Linked DNA regions of Columba livia: region 1 is linked to region 2. Evidence: chromatin contacts called from public Hi-C data. All regions are on one chromosome and are shown on one strand. The core of a region is the stretch at or near the end of the contact, and the rest is flanking DNA. Distances in the headings are between cores, read along the strand shown.

Evidence for each region. Hi-C and Micro-C count contacts between places; a contact is called where the count stands out from the background.
Region 1: a contact with region 2 is called in a Hi-C map of liver, with 2.7 times the contacts expected there. The contact joins two enhancer-like sites. A contact is called at or near these places in 2 of 2 Hi-C or Micro-C datasets (crop and liver).

Annotation. Positions count from the first base shown.
Region 1 is chr21:2,988,358-2,992,152 of bColLiv1.pat.W.v2, forward strand. All of the region lies in intron 1 of RERE (arginine-glutamic acid dipeptide repeats), which reads right to left. Among named protein-coding and RNA genes, the nearest start is that of RERE, 29 kb to the right of the region's middle. Within about 2 kb of position 1,299, at least 2 of the 3 cell types and tissues checked have an H3K27ac peak away from gene starts, as active enhancers do.
Region 2 is chr21:2,869,466-2,873,516 of bColLiv1.pat.W.v2, forward strand. All of the region lies in intron 11 of RERE (arginine-glutamic acid dipeptide repeats), which reads right to left. Among named protein-coding and RNA genes, the nearest start is that of SAMD11, 93 kb to the left of the region's middle. Within about 2 kb of position 2,251, at least 2 of the 3 cell types and tissues checked have an H3K27ac peak away from gene starts, as active enhancers do.

The DNA of each region.
Region 1 (3,795 bases), core at 49-2,548, 120 kb after region 2:
TGGCTTTAACCTTGACCCCAGTGAGAATCAGGCCTGCATACTGAACCTCCTGCTCCCTTTAGAAAGGACTCTCTTGTAAAATTCCTTGGTTGGTTGGTTTCTTGCTTTGCAGGAGCTGTTTTTGATGGAGGATGGAGAGGGATTCTGTCACTTGTCTCTATAGTTCCATTCCTCCTCCTCTATGAGGGGCAGCACCGTGCTGCCATTGCCCCCTGTATTCATCAATAAGTCACAGGTCACCACAACAATCCCTGATTTAAGAGCCCAGTTAGCCCACTGGGGCTCCACTGGGCAGGCCACTAATGTCATGAGGACTGGGATGAAGTGACAAGCTTGCCATACATTCCCAGCTACAATCACAAGGATGCCTCCAGTAAAACAAGAAGCCTGCAGAGACAATTTCAGCTGGAAGTTCACTAGAGAATTGCTGAGGCCAATGGTCAACTGGAGCTTCTTTAGCAGAGGAAAAGCAGGCTGGGCTACCAGCAGGAAAGGTCGGTCACCTCTGCATTGCTCCCAACACGAGCACTGAGTATTTGTTACCTGTCTGTTTGTTTTCAATGCAATACCAAGCCTAGACTCTATCCTAAATACAAAATATTTGGTCAGGTTAGAGGTAATGTTTTATTAGTATAAACACAGCTGAGAATAAACGATACGAACTTCTACAAAACAGTATTGTCTACACACAAATGTCTTCAAACCTGCTTGAAGCAGGACGAGTCCTGTCTACACTTGTAGAGAATACACAACAGGAAACACACTGAGTTTTAAACAGCGTCTTGCCACAGCACTAATTCAGCTGCAGCTCGCTCCACAGCCATACAGGGCGCTTCTCCACACCACCAGAACGTAATCTCCAAGAGGAAATACAGTGCAACGTTATTATTGCTTCAACATAATCAAAAGGCCATTTCATTCTGTAATCCAAGCCTGCCTAAGGAGACTGTAAACTCTGCACACAGTTAAACACAATCCGTCTTGCCCGCTTCCGCTCCAGCACGGTTACATACACAGCAGTTCGTAAAAAATCAGCACACGACGAGCCATTTTAATTTAGTGTGTAACTGCTGCAATTTGGATCAACCATTTCCTTCCTCTCGCAAATCCCCAAATGGAACCTGTACCCTGTGCAGACCACCAACCTTCAGAGGTGCGGCTTTTTTTGTTGGGTTGGATTTTGTCTCTTTGCTTTGGGTGTTTTGTTTGGGGTGATTTCCACCCCTCCGCAAGCCTCTAGGTGTGCAGTGTCTAACCTAGAGCCTGCTAAAGCAAACTACCAACACTATCACACATTTTATGGCGCAAGAGCTACGACTCCTTTTCTGTACTTACGCGGTGTCCAGGCTTGTATTGCAGAAGCTGTAAATCCTGACAGGTCACTGTTAAAATCCCTGGGAAAGGAGGATCTGACCAAATACGGAGAAGTCTCAAACCTCATTTTAACCACCCTCAGGCCCAAGAGCCCCAACCACCACCCTTGCTGTAACTGCCACCAACAACCGCCACCAACTCCTTTGCCACCCCTGTAAGGTCACACCTCTAGGACCAAACTCCACCTGACAAGAGATGCACAAGTCTCACAAGCACAAACAAAGAAAAACAACTTAAATTCCAAGATGTGTGCACTGAAGGTACCTACTGCTTAGTAATACAATCGCTTGTTATTAGGTAAAAATACCATAAGTTGACTCAAATGCTTTCTCAGCCCATCCAGACTCAGCCAAAATATTCCTGTAGCTACAGTCAGCGCATCACTCGACTGAGGAATGGGGGGAGAGACTCGAAGGACACAGAAGTCCCGCATAACTGCACTCCACGGGTCTTCAGACTGAATCTGGTAGGTTGTTGTTACAGAGCACCGTGGACAGTCGCAGCGTTTGTCACAGCAGGAAAGGAAAAACAAGTCGTGAAGACTGAGGCAGTTCATGTGTGTGACCGGGTTTTACAGGAAAGCTTCACTTACTAAGTGCTGGGAGGGCAACAAACCAACCAAAAGAAGCCCAAAAACCAAACAGACATGACCAAGCCCACGAGGAGTTCGATCCCAAGTTCCCACACAATTAGGTAAATGTTCATAGTTGGGTTCAGTCCCCCCCTCCAAATGCCCAGGACCCAATTCCACCACCTACAGAAACCCCTCAAACCAGACTCAGTGCACGCAACAAAAAGCATTTTCTATTTACAGTTAAAACTTAATTAAAGGACAATGTAGCTGCACCTCAAAAAGGATAAAACTCCCCCAGCAGGACAATAAGCTTTATTTGGGAAGGGAAATGAAGATAAAACAAAAAGATTAACGAGGTGAGGAATGCGGAAACTTGGCAAGACGTTTAAATAAAAGCGTTTATGTGCATAGGTAAGTATGTAAGCACAAAGCGGAATGAACTCATTTGGGATATTGTGACCGAGCTACGAGGGAACAAGCAGAGCAGTAACTTGAAACCCAGCTCCGCCTTTCAGACCTGGAAAGCAAAACAACCCAGACTTAAGCAAAAAAGTTAATGGCTGCTAATCACAGGTCTCGCTTTTTTCAGTATTTCTCCTCTGTTTTGTTTCCTCTCCTGTGTAAGGACCAATACTTACACTCAAAAATGGTTGTTTTGGGGTTTTTTAGAAAATCCCTGCCCTGGGAAACTCCAAATTACAGAATGGTGCATTGTAAGCCAAGAATATTAAACCAAGATCCAGTCGTGTCTGCCAGACTTGGTGGTACTTACAGCAAGACATCAACCTGTTCAGTAGTTTATTGAATGTAATGACAAAGTGACACACACAATTTATTACAGAAGGTATTCTCTTAAAGAAAACAAGAAAAATCCACGTCTGTCAAGGAAAAAAGTAATATTTAAAAGGAGAAATTTAATAAGTGATTTGGAAAAAACCCACGAGACACAAGAAATCATAAAACCCTCACTAGTTAAATGTAGGGGGAGGATGGGAGGGCAAAGCTAAAGAAAAGGAGGGAAGGAAGAAGCAAATGCATCTTTTTCAACTCTATCAAAGCAATTGTAAAACATGGGAAGTTTGTCTGTTCTCCCCTCCAGCTTCAACTACAAGTAACGTTGGGAACGGAAAATCTGATACCTCTATCAACAGCCTGTGGAGTGTTTAAACTATTGGAATATAAAGCATGAGCTGAAGGAAACGGCTGCCAAATGCTGCCTTTACAATCTGCCTTCCAGAATAAGACGGATTCTTTACCAAGAGATTTTCTCAACACACCAAGCAGAGCAGAAATTGAACTAACAGATATGTAAAATTTGCAATGGATTTACGGGCCTTTATTGAAATCACAGTAGAGATAGGAAATGTAACTACAGCTCAGATTTTTAGTATAGTAATCACTTTCACATTCAAAGGCTTAGAAAATTCAATAGACTTTTTTTAAAGTGACAATAAGCACAGGATGTGACCGTACCTGTAACCATCGCTCCCTCCAGACAGGGGGATACGCTCTCAAAACAGGAAGTTTCTACTATAATCTTGAAAAAATGTTTAACAGTCTGAAACCACAAGAGCCCAAGTTCAGATCCACGGCTCAGAAACCCTTGATTTCCCTAAACAAGGGCAGAAGACACCCAGGGCGTGAAACTAACCCACTACACCCCTCCAGAACCCCCAAACCACGCAATAATGCAGAGGGTCTGAGTTTATTCCTCTTCTCCTTTTCCCTCCACAAATTCCTAAGAGCAAGTTAACCAGATGGTTTCCATCTCAGAGGAAGGAACAGCAGTTTACGTCAAAAACTGACTCTTTTCCACATGCATCCATTTCTTAAGAGCCTTAACAACA
Region 2 (4,051 bases), core at 1,001-3,500:
CGAAGAACAGCATGTGGTTTTAATCTCTTTTCTCTTACTTTGAAACCCCATCATTTCCTGGCGACTTGTCTGCCTCTAAGGTAAAAGGTGTTGCTGCTTTCAAGTCGCAAGAGGAAAATAATGGAGAAGTTCTAACCAGCCCCTTGAAAAATCAACATGAGAACAAACATACTTGAATTACCCACAAAAAGGCCTCCTTTGAACTGCGTTTTATGTGATCAAACAGCACAGCCCCAGCCCGCTCCCTCCACAGGGAAATCCTGCAGCCTGTGCTCGGGGCACATCACTCAAGTCGAGTCTAATAAAGACACACCCTTAATCCAAACTCTCCCAAGGGCCTGGAACAAGCAATTACAGCCCTGACTAACATCTGTACCACTGCAACACTTGAAAGACAAAAGGAGGATGTTGTTCTAGGCATTAACTGCTGACATTTAAGACGTGAATTTTACCAATGCCTGATTTAAAACCAGAAACAGCAGGAAGAGAACATAACCACAACTTTGACTGCTGGCGATAGACAGAATAAATGCATTTTTAATCGGCGCTGCTATAGACTGGGATTGATGGGATTGATCTCCAGCACAAGCTCCAACCATGTTCACACCAAATTGTATTTGGAGCGACACTTGGTAAAGAGGAGGAGACATGGGCAAAATTAATCGTTACCTGCAACTGTTGATTCTGAAGGACAAAAGCCCTATTAAAGGAAAAATAATATATATACAAAACTCTTTCCTGAGGATAAGCTAAACCTAAAACGGGTGCAGGCTGGCGATGAGCATTTAAGCCATGTCAGACCTGGGAAGAACACGGAGTTGTGCCCCCAGCACCCTGCTCTGCTGCCGCCTGTTCAACTGCACGTGTTTGCTTTAGAAATAACATTCTACTTGGAGTCCATTAAGCGGGTTCAAAGTCCATCCAGCGCGACTGTTTGTCAAGCTGCGGATCTGGCCGGTGCCCAGAGGCACACAGAGCTCTGTGGAAAGGCTTGGCAACGCTTGTCAGAGGTGGAAAGTGTCCTGCAAATGAAACTAACACCACTTTTTACTTATAAATTCATTTATATCCAATCTGAGGTGTCAGTAAATCCCAAGTCTCTATGGCAGTGAACTGATGGGTCCTCTGACACGTGGCAACAGAGCACGCACCGATCTGTCCTCCTCCCATCATAAAACAGCAACCGGGAACATCTCTGAGCTCTGTTTACACGTCGCAAGGTCCCAAGGGAAGTTTCACAACTTATACATGCGCTACCAGACTTTTAAAAAATAAATGGTGTATATTTATAAATAATAAGCTCATGATCATAATGCCTTTTTTCCCCTGAGACCCTCTGGAAACTTGAGTCTCAACTGCAAGCAGGTCAAGATGAAACCAATTTATTTAACAACTAGTCGTACCCCACCTATCAAATCTGGGTGTATTAAAAGGATTGGAGAATATTCTGTGAAATACAGAAGATAAATCCATGGTGAGACTGCACAGGGTTGTGACTTGGTAAATGACGTAACTCTCTGATAAAAACAGAGAAGTAAAACTCAGAGAGGAGTATCCATAGAGAACGTTAATGTTTTATACGTGCACGCAGGTTAGGCACATACTACACCGGAAAAATTCCATGCCAGGTCTTGTTAGCTGCCTGGCTATCTAATATTATATTGTCTACCTAAGGGATTAAACGCTGGAGAGGGGTGAGTGGAAGGATTAGCAGCAGCGCGGTGGTGCCTGCACGGGGGGCAGGAGCTGGAGCACAAAGGAGTAACTCAGAAAAGCCCTGGTTCTACAAACAGGGAGTAAAAGCAGCTTCCAGCTTCACTGCGAGCAAAGTCAAATGAACTTTAATCAAACATGCACAGTGTGCGCTGCCAAAACCCATCGCACATAAATTCAGGGAACAAAAGGCGCTGCAGAAATCAATAGCCTACTGAAACATTAACACAGGCACGCATTGATCAAAAGGCCCTTTTACAAAAGGCAGCCTTGCAAATTAGCTGCTGGTTTTGCTTGCAAGCAAACAGAAAAGCATGAAGCTGCTGACATGAATGGCCTGTAATGATCATTTTGTTCCCGGTGATCTCAGCTCACCGCAAGGTCTCGCAGTCAACGCGTCCCACATCTCCGCACCGACTGCGAGCCGGCGGTGGGAGCCGCTGCTCTCCATCTGGTTGTCTGGACAGTGGTTCTACACCCGGGGAACAGCCCTGACCTCACAACCTGAAACACACTGTGTGTCTCCGGTCAAGCTTTTCATGCCAGGAACTGGGTATTGCTAGTGACGTGCGTGCTAAAATCACACCAGATAAAGCAGACTGAACCATCCCTCATTGCGTCATTATACTCACTCAACTTAAGAGTGACATCCCCCTCATTTCCAGAGGTAAATCAGGGAAGGGGTGAGAGCACGGAGGGCTCTGGCGGGTGGAAATGAAACTCGGGGCTCACAAGCCAAGCCCAGGGAGGGCTGAACCTGCTGCTCCAACACTGACCTTGCTGGTCGCTCTCTAACCCAGCGCCACCTTTCCTCGACAACATCTGCTCTGCCGCTAGTGGAGTTTCTGCAAGACGGAGGGGATATGTTCTCCGCTAAAATCCGTGGTTCAGCTTTCATCAATTCTAAAATACATCCAGAGCTCACAACTCCTCCAATCTCTCGCCTTCTCCTGCCAAGGCCATTTCGCCCCGCGGTGTAGGTACATAGAAATGAGTCACGCTTCATCTCCTCCGAGCCCTGTTGCAGGGATTATTTGTACAGAGAAGGAAATGGTTCAGATCCCGTCCTGCAGGAGGATGCAGCCCTGAGACGTCCTCTGCAGTTCAGTTCAGTCTCCAGGTGCCCACCAGCCCCATCCTCCCTCACCCAGCACAGCCACCTGCATTTATTAGATTATTTCCTCGGCGTGTAGCATCTTTCTCTTCCTTCTCCCACCGTTTTCACCCACCGCCCTCACCCATATTTTTTCCCCAAACACCAGGACAAGCCTGACTAACTCCTCCATACCCTTACCAAACTAACTCCAGCGCCAGCAAGCGCTGCGTGCCCTGGTTTCTCGCTCCTTATCAGCAGTTTTCAAATGTAAAATACACAATACAAGCTGTGCCCTGTGTTTGTGCTTAGTCTTGCCTTAGGTAAACAAAGGATTAACGCTGCGTTTCTGGATTTGAGAGGTTCTGACAGCCCTGCCGCTCCCATGGAAGCCAATCACACAAACACATCAGCTCACCCTCAAGTATCTGTTATGGTATAACAGAGTGAGCAAACATAATAATTGCTGTTTAATTTCCCCAGAGCCTCGCTCTGCCAGGGAAAAATATAAAATCATGGGGGAGGAGGAATAGCTTTACAGTAATTAAACAGAAAAGGTAAATGACAACTCTCTTCAATGGCTATAAAGCAGCCGTGGCAGAGCGGAGGGGAACAGATTGTCCAGCCGTGGTCTTAATGAATTCACAATCTCTCTGGAATGCATCAAGATTTTATTAAGTCAACTCAATTTAGCTCAAGTCCTGTGGTAAAAACACTGTGTCCAGCATCTCCCTGAATCCTCCGGGTTCACCAGTCCTGGTTACAACACCTGCCCAAGCACCGAGGGCTCATCAAGAAAGGGGACTATACAGGCGGAGTTTTGTGCCATAGGTTTACGGTACGCACCTCCAGTACAGGCCAGTGGATCGCTGGCTGTCACCGCCAGGCTGATGCCACATAACCCAGAATATTGGCATACGCTGCTAAGATTGGGAGAAAAAATGCAGGTTTTGGTCACGAACGTCCGCAAACCCAGGAGCTGCCAACACAAGAGGTGCAGATGTGTGTAAACAGGCAGCAAACCCACTGCCCTCCCGAATGGGACAGGGAACGGAGAGCAGCGCATGGGTACTGCTTATTACGAGACAGAAACGGCAGAACTCTCGTCTTGGTCTAAACAAGGTAAAGTATTGAAAAACTGCAGCAGGGAAGAGAAAGACCAGCTGTGAGCAGCTCCCCAGAGCCGAGCTCAGGCATTCTCACAATTTTAAGCTTGGTCTATGTGCCTCTGCCAACTCTGACAAA